Regions from separate parts of the Mus musculus genome. Here region 2 is linked to region 1. A link is a contact called in public Hi-C data. All regions are on one chromosome and are shown on one strand. The core of a region is the stretch at or near the end of the contact, and the rest is flanking DNA. Distances in the headings are between cores, read along the strand shown. Region 1 overlaps Tmcc1 (transmembrane and coiled coil domains 1). Region 2 overlaps Tmcc1 (transmembrane and coiled coil domains 1).

Region 1 (5,201 bases), core at 2,286-4,785:
CAGGCCAAATTAGAAATCACAGGCTCCTTCCAGAGAATGCTTCAAGCCTTGCAACTGCCCTTGTAGGATAACATAATTCATAATTTAGGATATTTTGTTTTTAATGATTTGGCTTTCCATTTGTCTATTGAGACAAAATCTCAAGCAGCCCAGGCTGGCCTTTTACCTCGCAGTAACCAAGGATAACTTTGAACCCTTCTGATGTCGTTTCCATGTCCCCAGATATCTATCACTGGACTACTATTCACACACACAATGTGTGTGTGTGTGTGTGTGTGTGCGCGCGCGTGTGCGTGCGTGTGTAGTGGTGAAGATGGACCTGAAAGGCTTCATGCATTCTGGGTAAGGCCTGCTGTACCAACTGTGCTACAGTGCCAGCCCCTTTGAAATGTTTTTCATTTGTTTTGTTTTAGATAAGTGTAACAATTTCACTGTGTATCCCGGTCTGGCTTGAAACTTGCTGTGTATAACCAGGCTGGTCTGGAACTCACAGTCTTCTTGCCTCAGCATCCCAAGTGCTGGGATTACGCGTGTGCACCTCTGTATGTGGCCTGTGTATTTAACATGTGGAAAAAGGATGAAAAGATCATGGGCACTTTGCTTCCCAAGTGAACAGTCTGTAGTAGCCACATTAGGGGATGAAGGCAAAAGTCAGGGCTTAGGAATTAGGTACAGGTAGTGGAAAAGCATAGCCCCTGCTTCATATCCTGATATCCTGTGAGTATCAAGTACAGTGGGAAACACTAAACTGAACAGCAAGTTGCAAGCACTTTAGGATACAGAATCTGGAAATATCTAGGACACTGTCACATGGTACTATAAGTTCATCCCTGTTCATGTCATATGTACAAAGAAGTTCCATTTCTCTGACACATGCACCTGGAGTGATGTTATAGGCTTTATGGGAATTCTTTGTTAAATAACTTTTTAAAGTTCTCACTAATGGAACATAATGGTTCTTCCAGCCGGGTGTTTTGTTTTATTTTTGTTAATACTTGATTTTATCTTTCCCATCTGAGTCTGTCTATACTCTTACTCAGCCCTCTTCTGGTCAAGCTTTAAGCTATCATGTCAACAGAGCCACATTCAGCCCTCACTGTGACTGTGTGACTTGAACCACTGTCGAGCTGACTCAGATTTTTTTTTTTTTTTTTGGATTTTCGAGACAGGGTTTCTCTGTGTAGCCCTGGCTATCCTGGAACTCACTCTCTGCCATTACTCTGCCTCTGCCTCTTGAGTGCAGCTTGGTTTTTAAAGCAGGCTGAAATCATCCCTTGCTGGTAATAAAAACTGCATTGGCTATGTCCAGATTCTGTGGAGGTAAATAATTCATAAATAACTACTGATGTTGGAAGTAAATGTTTTTGGTCTTTGGAATGGGCAACACAGCATCTTCCTTGATCAAAGATAAACCAGGGGTTCTTCTGGGTTAAATTTCTAATGAAAAAGAAACTAGGTAAATGCCTAGGCTGGGAACTTCAATCTAAAGCTTTTTTGGGTGTGGCTCAAAAATCTGGAGTCACCTGGTGAGCCCGTGGGGCTTTTTTGGTTAGACAAGAGGTCAGTAGAACAGATGTCTGGTAAGGTTTGTGGAGCAAGTTCTGAGACACACGAACTGACACAAATAGGCAGGCAATCTTGGGAGCAAACTCCTGTACCATTTCCCAAATGCATTTGGGACACACAGGTAGACTCTGACAAGGTTTGACCAGAATTGGGAGTCACAGCTGAGTATGGAATATGAAATGCGGGAATGTGAACAATTGCAGCCTCTGCTGGGGAAATGGATAATTTGGTATATGTCTTATGACTTCACTGTGCTCAAGTACATGAGGAGGCTAGGCAACAGTGAACTACTAACCCTAGCACTTGCACAACTGAAGAAGGACAACTGAAAATTTCAGCCAGGCTAGTCTACCTAGTGAGACCTTGTCTCAAAAAGGAGAGCAGAGCACAATATTAGTCCCTTAAGAATTTAAACAGTTAATTTTTCTTAATACAAAGATAAGAGGTGCCCAAAGAGCATTGGAAATGAAATCTACATAGGGATTCTGGCAATTTGGATATCAGGCAATGCCAACTGTGTAGCAATTCGGACACACTTGGAAAAAAACACAGTTGTTTATTGAACACCTAGCGTGGTGATGCGTGTGGTATTGATGGTAACTGGTTTTGGGGTCTCAAATATGCTAAGCATGTATTCTACCATTCATCTACACCCTCAACACTGAGTTCTACTTAAATCAAGCACCCTACTAAGATGTTTCCATGTACATGGTCCCCCCTTCCCCTTTCCATTCCATTTAATAATGGTTATGACACTTTTAAATAAATATCACCTTGCATAGGCAGAGAAACTGACGCTCAAATGAATTGTATGATCTACTCAAGGCCATGTAATTTAGAAGTATCAGAACTGGCAAGCTTGTCCAGATCTGATGATTTAATTAATAGGTATTATTAATTTCTTTTTTCTTTCCATACTCCTCCTCTATAACTCTTTAATGACTAAGCTAGGAAGAACACACCTGGGAATCTCTTTGTACACAGCAGGTCTTACCTTTTATAAGAATATCTCTGAACTAGGACCCTCCTCTACATACACACTTTTAAAGCAAAAGGCTAACCCGATTCCAATAATCTTGGCTTCTATTTCAAAGTTATTGTTTAAGTACAGCCCACAACTCTAGAGATGCTGATCAATTTTCAGTTGATTAACAGTTGAAAGGGGGTTAAAACAACTACATGTGAACATATCCAATGACAGTAAAACCATGCTTAAACCACCACTTACATTGTTATGTTGAAATACTGATCACACTGTGAACCCTGAGATTGTGTTATTTACTCGAAAAACCTGTTTCCAGTTGTGTTGTGACTCAGTCTTAGCATCCACCTTTATCCCTCTGGCTGGAATACAGACATGCCTTTAGTATACACCTTTAATCCCACATAATGAAGGTAAAGTTAGTTTGTAGAAGGAAACACTCATGTTTTTTAAGTGATATCTAATTGAGTGGCAGACAAAGTGACAAATCGGTGAAAGATTTGATAGAATAGGGTATGCCCAACTCTCACGAGAAGTGAGAGGTAAGAGAGACAATGTAAGAGGAAACAGTGCAGAAGAGAAAGAGAAGGGAACGTTTTACAGACAGGTTGAAAAGTGAACAAGCTAGACACTGGTGAAAAGAGAATGAGCCAGAGAATGAGGAGGGGCCAGAAGATTAGAACAGATTGTCAGTTAGTATGAGGCCAAGCAGAGCAATTTAGTCAGTGCCTGAGAGAGAAGTTAGATTGAATTCATCAGTTTGGAGAGGAGCTGGAGCCAGAACAGCTAGCTGAGCTGAACCTGACAGAAAGAGCTTGAAAGGGTGAGCTTATTCAGTAGCAAGTCTCAGAGGCTGAAAACATTCAAAGCCTAGATTACATTGTACAGAGGCTAAAAGATTTCAGGACTAGGTCCAGGTTAGCTGATTGAGGAGGCAGTAAACCTCAGAGATGACAATGACATCAGGCGAATAAAAGTTACATAACATAGTGTAGGAGAGCCTGGCCTGACTGGGTCAGCCACGTTACTCAATGCTCTACTGCATGTGATGCTGCTTCTCCCTCTCCCTTTGCCCTTGTGACTCAGTGTGGTATAGAATATCCTTGGCCTTAATACCAATAGTCTCAGAAGCTGGTTCCAAAGCATAGTAATCCCCTCAAAATAGAAGCTTTTTAAATTGCACTACTGCTCATCAACACCTCTGCCCACTCTATACAACTGCTCATACCAGCAGCAAACACAGCCAGGAGTTCTACAGGAGAGCTTTCTATCCTTCATACTGTCAGTGCATTTGCTATAGCTGAGCCTAACCTTCACCAGTCTGCTAACCAATATACTGACTCGGGGAACAAGCCTAGACCTCTCAGTTGCTACTGGTAACTACGTGCATGTGAAGCGATTTCCTGGGTGACATGGTGAAACCATTTGTCTTTTCTGGCCTCAGTGCATGCATGTGTCATCAGGTTCAACCACATACAGAAGCCCCTTCTCTGAGTAGCGCTTTGAATCCAGGAGCCACTAGCAAACCTATACTAAAACTTTAGAGAGATGACAAAGGGAACTGGGTAAGGAAATATGAAGTCCACAGGGCTCTCATCACTTAAAACTTTATTAAACCTCATTCCTTTCTCCTCACGGATCTCACTCATAATTTAAAGTCCTATATAGGGGTTGGAGAGATGGCTCAGTGGTTAAGAACGTTGACTACTCTTCCAAAGGACCAGAGTTCAATTCCCAGCACCCATATGGCACATCACAATTGTCTGTAAGTCCAGTTCCAGAAGAGCTGACCCCCCCCAAAAAAAAAACCCAGATATGCAAGCAAAATACCAATGCACATGAAAAATATGTAAAAAAAAAAGAGGTCTGGTGCAAAGCTTATAAAGACTCACAACTAATTCCTTTCAAAGGGTGAAGCAGAGCCCAGATGTAGGCTTTGCTATCATGGCTGCCCAGCCTGTCAGGCACAAGTGTGTGGGTGAGACAGAGGCACCGGAATATCTGATTACTGGCAGAGTTAAGCAAACTATCTCCAGTTCACAGGGGCAGAACACAGTGGAAGCGTGGAAGCAAGTGGTGGCACTGATGAGAATGGCTCTGAAGGGGAAGAGGGCTCCAGGGTCTCAAGGAGATTTCACTACCTACACTGTTATATTAGTTTTGGTTGTATTAGCTTTCACAGAATTCTATAATATACTCAAAATAGCGACTCACCTTTAAATAAACACACACACACTCTAACCTGGGAAAGCCTGCTAGCATCCAGAGCAGTCATCAGTGCGTCTCAAAATTACAACGGTCATTCAATCACAGATAGCAGGGTTGAGATTGAAAAACAACGTGTGCTGTTATAGAACACTGGATTTTAGGTGAGATAAAGTCTTGGCTTTGCTGTTGACCTTCAGCAAATTAAAAAACAAACAAACAAACAAACAAACCAACCAACCACACTGGTCTAGTGAGGTGGTACATGCCTTTATTTATTCCCAGCAACTTGAGAGGCAGAGGCAAGTAGATCTATGAGTTCGAGCCAGCCCAGTACACACAGAGTGAGTTTAAGGACAGCTAGAGCTATACAAAGAAACTCTGTATTGAAAAGCCAGACAGCCAACTCACCAAACAAAAAACCTCCCCACATTGGATCTCAATTTTG
Region 2 (5,850 bases), core at 806-3,305, 150 kb after region 1:
GAGTACTGTTTGAGAGACTTCTAGAAATTATTTTCTCTTCAATTATATTGAAATCACTTTCTAAGCAGAAAACTATTTTGCCCTCCATTGCCTGCATTAAATGCTATTAGCTATGATAAGTACAGATGAGACAAACATTTTACAAACATATGGTGATATGAGGCTGCTGCAAAGCCAGCATGGAGCTGGGACAAGAATAAAAGGCAAAATACAATATCTAAATCTTATACATTACACTAGTTCTGAATTACCTGTCTTCTTGCATCTGTCTTATGAGATCACTAATTCTTCACTGATTCAATCAATAACTGAATTTAGTTTGCTGTGGCCGTTTACTACTGAGTTTGTCCTAAGTGGTACACTCCTACTGATGGAATTCAATAGAACAGCATAATACAGTATACAGCTGTTTAAAAAGACAATTTGTCAGTAGTAATCTATCTTAATTAAAACAAAATAAAAGAAAAACAACAACAAAAACCCAACAACCCTCAAAAGGTCAAAGTGTTTGAGTAAGTGGGCTTCTGAGGGTTTTTTTTTTTTAAAGGTAAAATATAATACAGATGTGTGTATGTATATAAAATATATGGAAGATACAAATACTGGTTTAAAATTGTGTTGTGAATCAGAGATTAAAGGAAGGTGTTGCCAGGCAGTGGTGGTGCTCACCTTTAATCCTATCACTTGGGAAACAGAGGCAGGGGGATTTCTGAGTTCAAGGCCAGGCTCGTCTACAGAGTGAGTTCCAGGACAGCCAGGATTACACAGAAAAACCCTGTCCTGAAAAAACAAAAACAAAAACAAAAACAAAACAGGAAGGTGTCATTTCTGAATGGTTTCAAAATTTTGGTATACCTACTCAAATCAAAGTTAGAAGTAAAAAAAAAAAAAAAGAATAAGCAGCATGATGGCTTAGCACGTAGAGGTACTTGCCAATAAGCCTAATGACCTGAGTTTAATACCCAGAACTCACATGGTAAAAGGAAAGAACCAACTCCTGCAGGCTGTCTTTTGCCCTCCAGACAGATGCACATGCTCTACTCCAGACTTAGTTAAAGAAAGTGTAGTTTAAGAAAACATTCACACCAGGGGGTTGGAGAAAGGCAACAGTTAGGAGCATTTGCTGCTTTCCCAGGGACCCAAGTTTAGTCCCCAATACTCACATTAGGTGGCTCACAACTGTTCATAACTCTAGCTCCAGAGGACTGGATAAGACACTGTCTTCTGGACTTTGAGGATACCCATACAGAGACACAGACATACACATATAAATTTATTAGTATCATTTTAAATTTATATCTCAAAACCATTTTGGGGACTAGGGATGTAGAGCAGATGAGAGAGTACATGTCTTTCTTGCATGCACAAAGTTCTGGGTTCCTTCCCTAGCACCACTAAGCCATGTGTGGTGGGGCAGGCCTGTAATCCCATACTAGGGAAGTAGAGGCAGGAGTTCAGGATTTCAAAGTCATCCTCTACTATATGGGGAGTTTGAGCCCAGCCAGGATGACATGAGATATCTTGTCTTAAAAAAAATTCAAAACAAAACAAAAGTCAAACAAAGGGCTCAGTGGTTAAGAGCATCGGCTGCTTTTGCAGAGGACTTGGGTCTGGTTCCTAATACTCACAGGGTGGTTCATAAGACTCTGTTACTCCAGTTCCAGCGGAGCTGCTGCCCTTTTCAAACCAGGGGGCTGAAGAAATGACACAGCAGTTAAAAGTACTTGCTTTCTCAGGGGACCCAAGGTGACTTCTGTGGGGAATAGGCATCTCTATATATAAAATAATTGTATTAAAAAATTAAACAAAACCACTTTAGGAATTATATTATGCATTACAAAGACCTGTCAAGGAGATTCTTAAATATTATTGTCTAAATACCATCATCTGGCATACTGTCTTGACTATAATGTCTTGCTGCTGATTTGAAATGCCACAAGATCACTCTCATCAACTGCCAATGCACAGAAGAATCTTAAACAGGAGAGAATAAACTTTGGTGATCTTAATCTCCCTGCACAATCACGTCTGTCAGGAAGCTGCTCAATTGCTTCCTGTTTTCCCCACAATGTCTGTAAAAGGAACTTAAAACAACCCTCCCTGGGCTTTCTGAAACCCACTGCATTATGACAGTACTAGCCAAAGTTTACAAACGAGTTTTGGCCTCAATCTGCTACTGCATATCCACTAGAACATAAACTCTAATAAGACACAAATTTTTACACATTAGATCTTAAAAACCTAGAACAGAACCACCAGATATTAGAGTACTCAACAGTACCTTTAAATAAATAAATGAAGAAAAAGTAGTCTTCCATAGAGGCTTATACCAAGTTGGATCTAGCCACCCCTGTCCACTCTCCTTATCTGACTAAAGGAGCCACATACACTGGATACTTGAGAATAAACAGGAATTACACAAAAAACTTTCCTAAGCCCCTTTGAAAAATCAAGACTAGAATTTCATGTGTCATTCCAGCCAGCCTATAACCTAGGGAGAAAGGACTGCTGACAGCCAACAGCCTCCTAGCCAATTCTTGGTTCTATTATTTTTCACAATACTTGCCAAATCAATATAAAACTCAGGTTCCATTTCCAGCACCCACATCATAGCTGAAAATCATCTATAATGTCCCAGGTGAATCCAATGCCCTCTTTTGGCCACCATGGACACTGCACACCTGTGACATGCAGATGAAACACCCATACACTAATAAATAAAATAAAATAAAATAAAATAAAATAAAAATTCAGTTAACAAGGAGGAGAATGTGGTTAAGAGTTAGGGACATTGGGCCCTTCTGTTTGCTTTAATAGAGTCACAGGCTCTAGTATTTTTATACATAGAAATACTTAGTGACAACATGGTGTCAAAGACTTTGCATGCTGCATCAACTCCTTTCTCCATCATCTGAGAGAGTCTGGGAGTGACAACTTTCCAGGAGCAAATAAGCACACCCAACAACCACACCATGGCTTCTAGGATTTATAGGACTGGACTAGAAAACCTACAGGCTGAGTCTTGGACATCTCACACTGTAGGAAAATGAGAAATGAAACACATATATACAACAGTGGGACATGTAAAGAAGCTGAGCAAAAGAGCTCCTGGAGCTTGAACAGTCTGACAAACAAAAATAAGTGAACTTTTCACTCCTAAGTGACCTGGGCATACTGACTTTTTCCCAGGCAGGTAATACAGATTAACATCAACACTGAATTGCTACAGTCTTGACAGCTGGTAAGAATAATATTCTAGGTGTTTGGAAAGATGACTACGTGGTTAAGAGCACTTAGTAGAAGACTCACATCCAACTGCCTGTAACTCTCGCTTCAGAGAATCTGATGCCTACTTCTGGCCTCCACAGGTAAATGCACTCAAATGGACATACCCAAACCCAAACACATACACATACACAAGTTTTTCTAAAAAATTATGTTTAACCTCTGTGATCTTCCTTCCAAAGCCACATTACACACCTGTCTAACTATGACAGAAACAGACAAACCCTAATTGAAAGGCATGCTACAAAAACATCTGAGCAGTCATTTCAAAAGTATAAGAAATGACTGGGAAATTATCCCAAGCAAAAGAAGAGGGGAGATGGAAAAACTACTGAGTGTAATGAGGTATCCTTGGTGGGATCTAGGGATTGGAAAGGGGCATTAGGAAAAGGGCTGGAAAGAGAGAATTTAATAATAATCTATTAATATTGATTCATTAAATGTAACAAAAGCACATTAATGTAAGATGCTGAGGCCGGGCGTGGTGGTGCACGCCTTTAATCCCAGCACTCAGGAGGCAGAGGCAGGCGGATTTCTGAGTTCGAGGCCTGCCTGGTCTACAAAGTGAGTGCTAGGACAGCCAGGGCTACACAGAGAAACCCTGTCTCAAAAAAAACCAAAAAAAAAAAACAAAAAAACAAAAAACAAAAACAAGATGCTGATAAAAGAGAAAACAGTACAAGAGAGTCAAGAATTCTCAGTTCTAGCTTCATAATACTTCTGGAAATCCAATAGTACCCTTAAAATAAGTTTAATTTTAAAGAATTAAAAAAAAAAAACACTTTGTGATGGAATATATGCCTGCTATTTTACTCAGTGGATCTGAGACACAGAAACACAGAGACAGACAGACATGTACACACAGAAGGAGACAAACACATACACAGTCACAAACACACACATACACATACACCAAAAGAAAAGCTATAAATGTTACTTGGTAGTAGAGTGCTTGCCTAGCATGCACAAGGCTCTGGGTGCGATCCCCAGAACCACAAAAGAAAAGAAAAATGCCTAAAATATGATCTTTGCTTTCATGAAGGTCTCAATGTGAAGTAGTGATAGTGCATGAAACAGAATATAAGAAAGCATTAAAGGACAGAAGTGACAGTGGAGAGACATAAAGTCTGCACCTGATCACAGCCAAAAGTCTGAGAAGTGGTAGGAGTATAAAGTGGTAGGAGTATAAAGTGGTAGGAGTATAAAGTGGTAGGAGTATAAAGTGGTAGGAGTATAAAGTGGTAGGAGTATAAAGTGGTAGGAGTATAAAGTGGTAGGAGTATAAAGTGGTAGGAGTATAAAGTGGTAGGAGTATAAAGTGGTAGGAGTTTTAAGCGAAGGCTTCAGGAAGAAGATCAAACTTGAGTTTGCATCATAACATATACTTCAGGGCACCAAAGTGAAGAAGTGATAAACAGAAACATATATAAGAACAATCCATATAGTAAAGTAACTAGAAAAAGGCAAACAGAAATGAAAAAAATAGAAAATGTAAAAACATCTCCCTTTGATAGAAAAACAAACAAAAAGCATCCCTAAAATGTAAAAAGTTGAATGGCAACACAATGGCAATGCTCAAATACTTTAAGAGCCATGTGGCAAAAATAATCATCATGCACCCATTTAACACACAAGTGACTTCTGTAAGATGTGACCAATAGTCAAGGCAAAGAAAGTGACAGCTGTTCCCTAGAGCCATAACAGGAAATACCAAGAGGGAAAGACAGGAAGCAGGTGGCCAAGTTTTTCTCAACTTTTCACAGGACCGGATACATATATTGCTACTTTTTGTCCCATGCATGTCCTTACCTACAAGTCACCTTAATATTCACAGGAAGCTATAAGCATTTATTAATGTGATGTAGACTTAATGTAACAATAGAATTAAAGTCTGAATGAAGCTAGCAATCCATCGGAATTCTCCATTTCCCACACTCTGCTAGAGATTAGGTAACTATTTTTAAAAGCAAAGGGTTTGGAGGCCTGCATATCTGCATAAAAATTCCTTTCTCCTGTTTCTTCCTCCAGTGAAGCTCGGAGTCTCCAAAAACTCTAAATGATTATATATACAAAAAATGCACACTATTTTCTGAGCAGTTTAAAGGGTTGTCAAGTACAGTTTGCACTCTATGTGAGTGATTTTTGTCCACACACCAATGTTGAAGCCTAAGCCTGGAATGAGGTACAACCACCTGCAGGTTCCCTCCCAGGTAAAAAGATCAATCTCACAGAACGAATATTGTAATAGTTACATTTATAACAGCATAGACTACCTGGAAGTCATGAATTTTTTTATCATTAAAGCTGTTCATATATAGGCTAGAAAACCACTCTGAACATTTAAAGAAAGCAACTACGTGAGAATTATTTTTTTTTAACTTGTAAGATTTTATAATAACTAGGCATGGTGGTGAACAGACAGAAGCTCTGAGCTCTTCAAGGCCAGCTTGGTCTACATAGCTCTAGAATAGCAAGGGCTACAGAGAGAAACCCTGACTCAAAAAAAAAAAAAAATCTCAGCCGGGTGTGGTGGTGCATGCCTTTAGTCCCAGCACTCGGGAGGCA

Evidence for each region. Hi-C and Micro-C count contacts between places; a contact is called where the count stands out from the background.
Region 2: a contact with region 1 is called in a Hi-C map of bone marrow-derived macrophages, with 28 read pairs. The contact joins two enhancer-like sites. A contact is called at or near these places in 10 of 39 promoter capture datasets (the 3T3-L1 cell line, the C10 cell line, the HPC-7 cell line and 6 more), 2 of 484 Hi-C or Micro-C datasets (bone marrow-derived macrophages and nephron progenitors), 9 of 115 datasets of contacts at active chromatin or transcription factors (the 230-238 cell line, the SCID.adh cell line, embryonic basal ganglia and 6 more) and 4 of 9 other capture datasets (adipose tissue, liver, macrophages and 1 more).

Annotation. Positions count from the first base shown.
Region 1 is chr6:116,033,881-116,039,081 of GRCm38.p6, forward strand. All of the region lies in intron 4 of Tmcc1 (transmembrane and coiled coil domains 1), which reads right to left. Among named protein-coding and RNA genes, the nearest start is that of Plxnd1, 41 kb to the left of the region's middle. Within about 2 kb of position 3,536, at least 37 of the 459 cell types and tissues checked have an H3K27ac peak or open chromatin away from gene starts, as enhancers often do. A contact at or near this core is called in bone marrow-derived macrophages, where this site is marked.
Region 2 is chr6:116,184,631-116,190,480 of GRCm38.p6, forward strand. The region is part of intron 1 of Tmcc1 (transmembrane and coiled coil domains 1); the gene reads right to left. Among named protein-coding and RNA genes, the nearest start is that of Tmcc1, 5.8 kb to the right of the region's middle. Within about 2 kb of position 2,056, at least 16 of the 459 cell types and tissues checked have an H3K27ac peak or open chromatin away from gene starts, as enhancers often do. A contact at or near this core is called in bone marrow-derived macrophages, where this site is marked.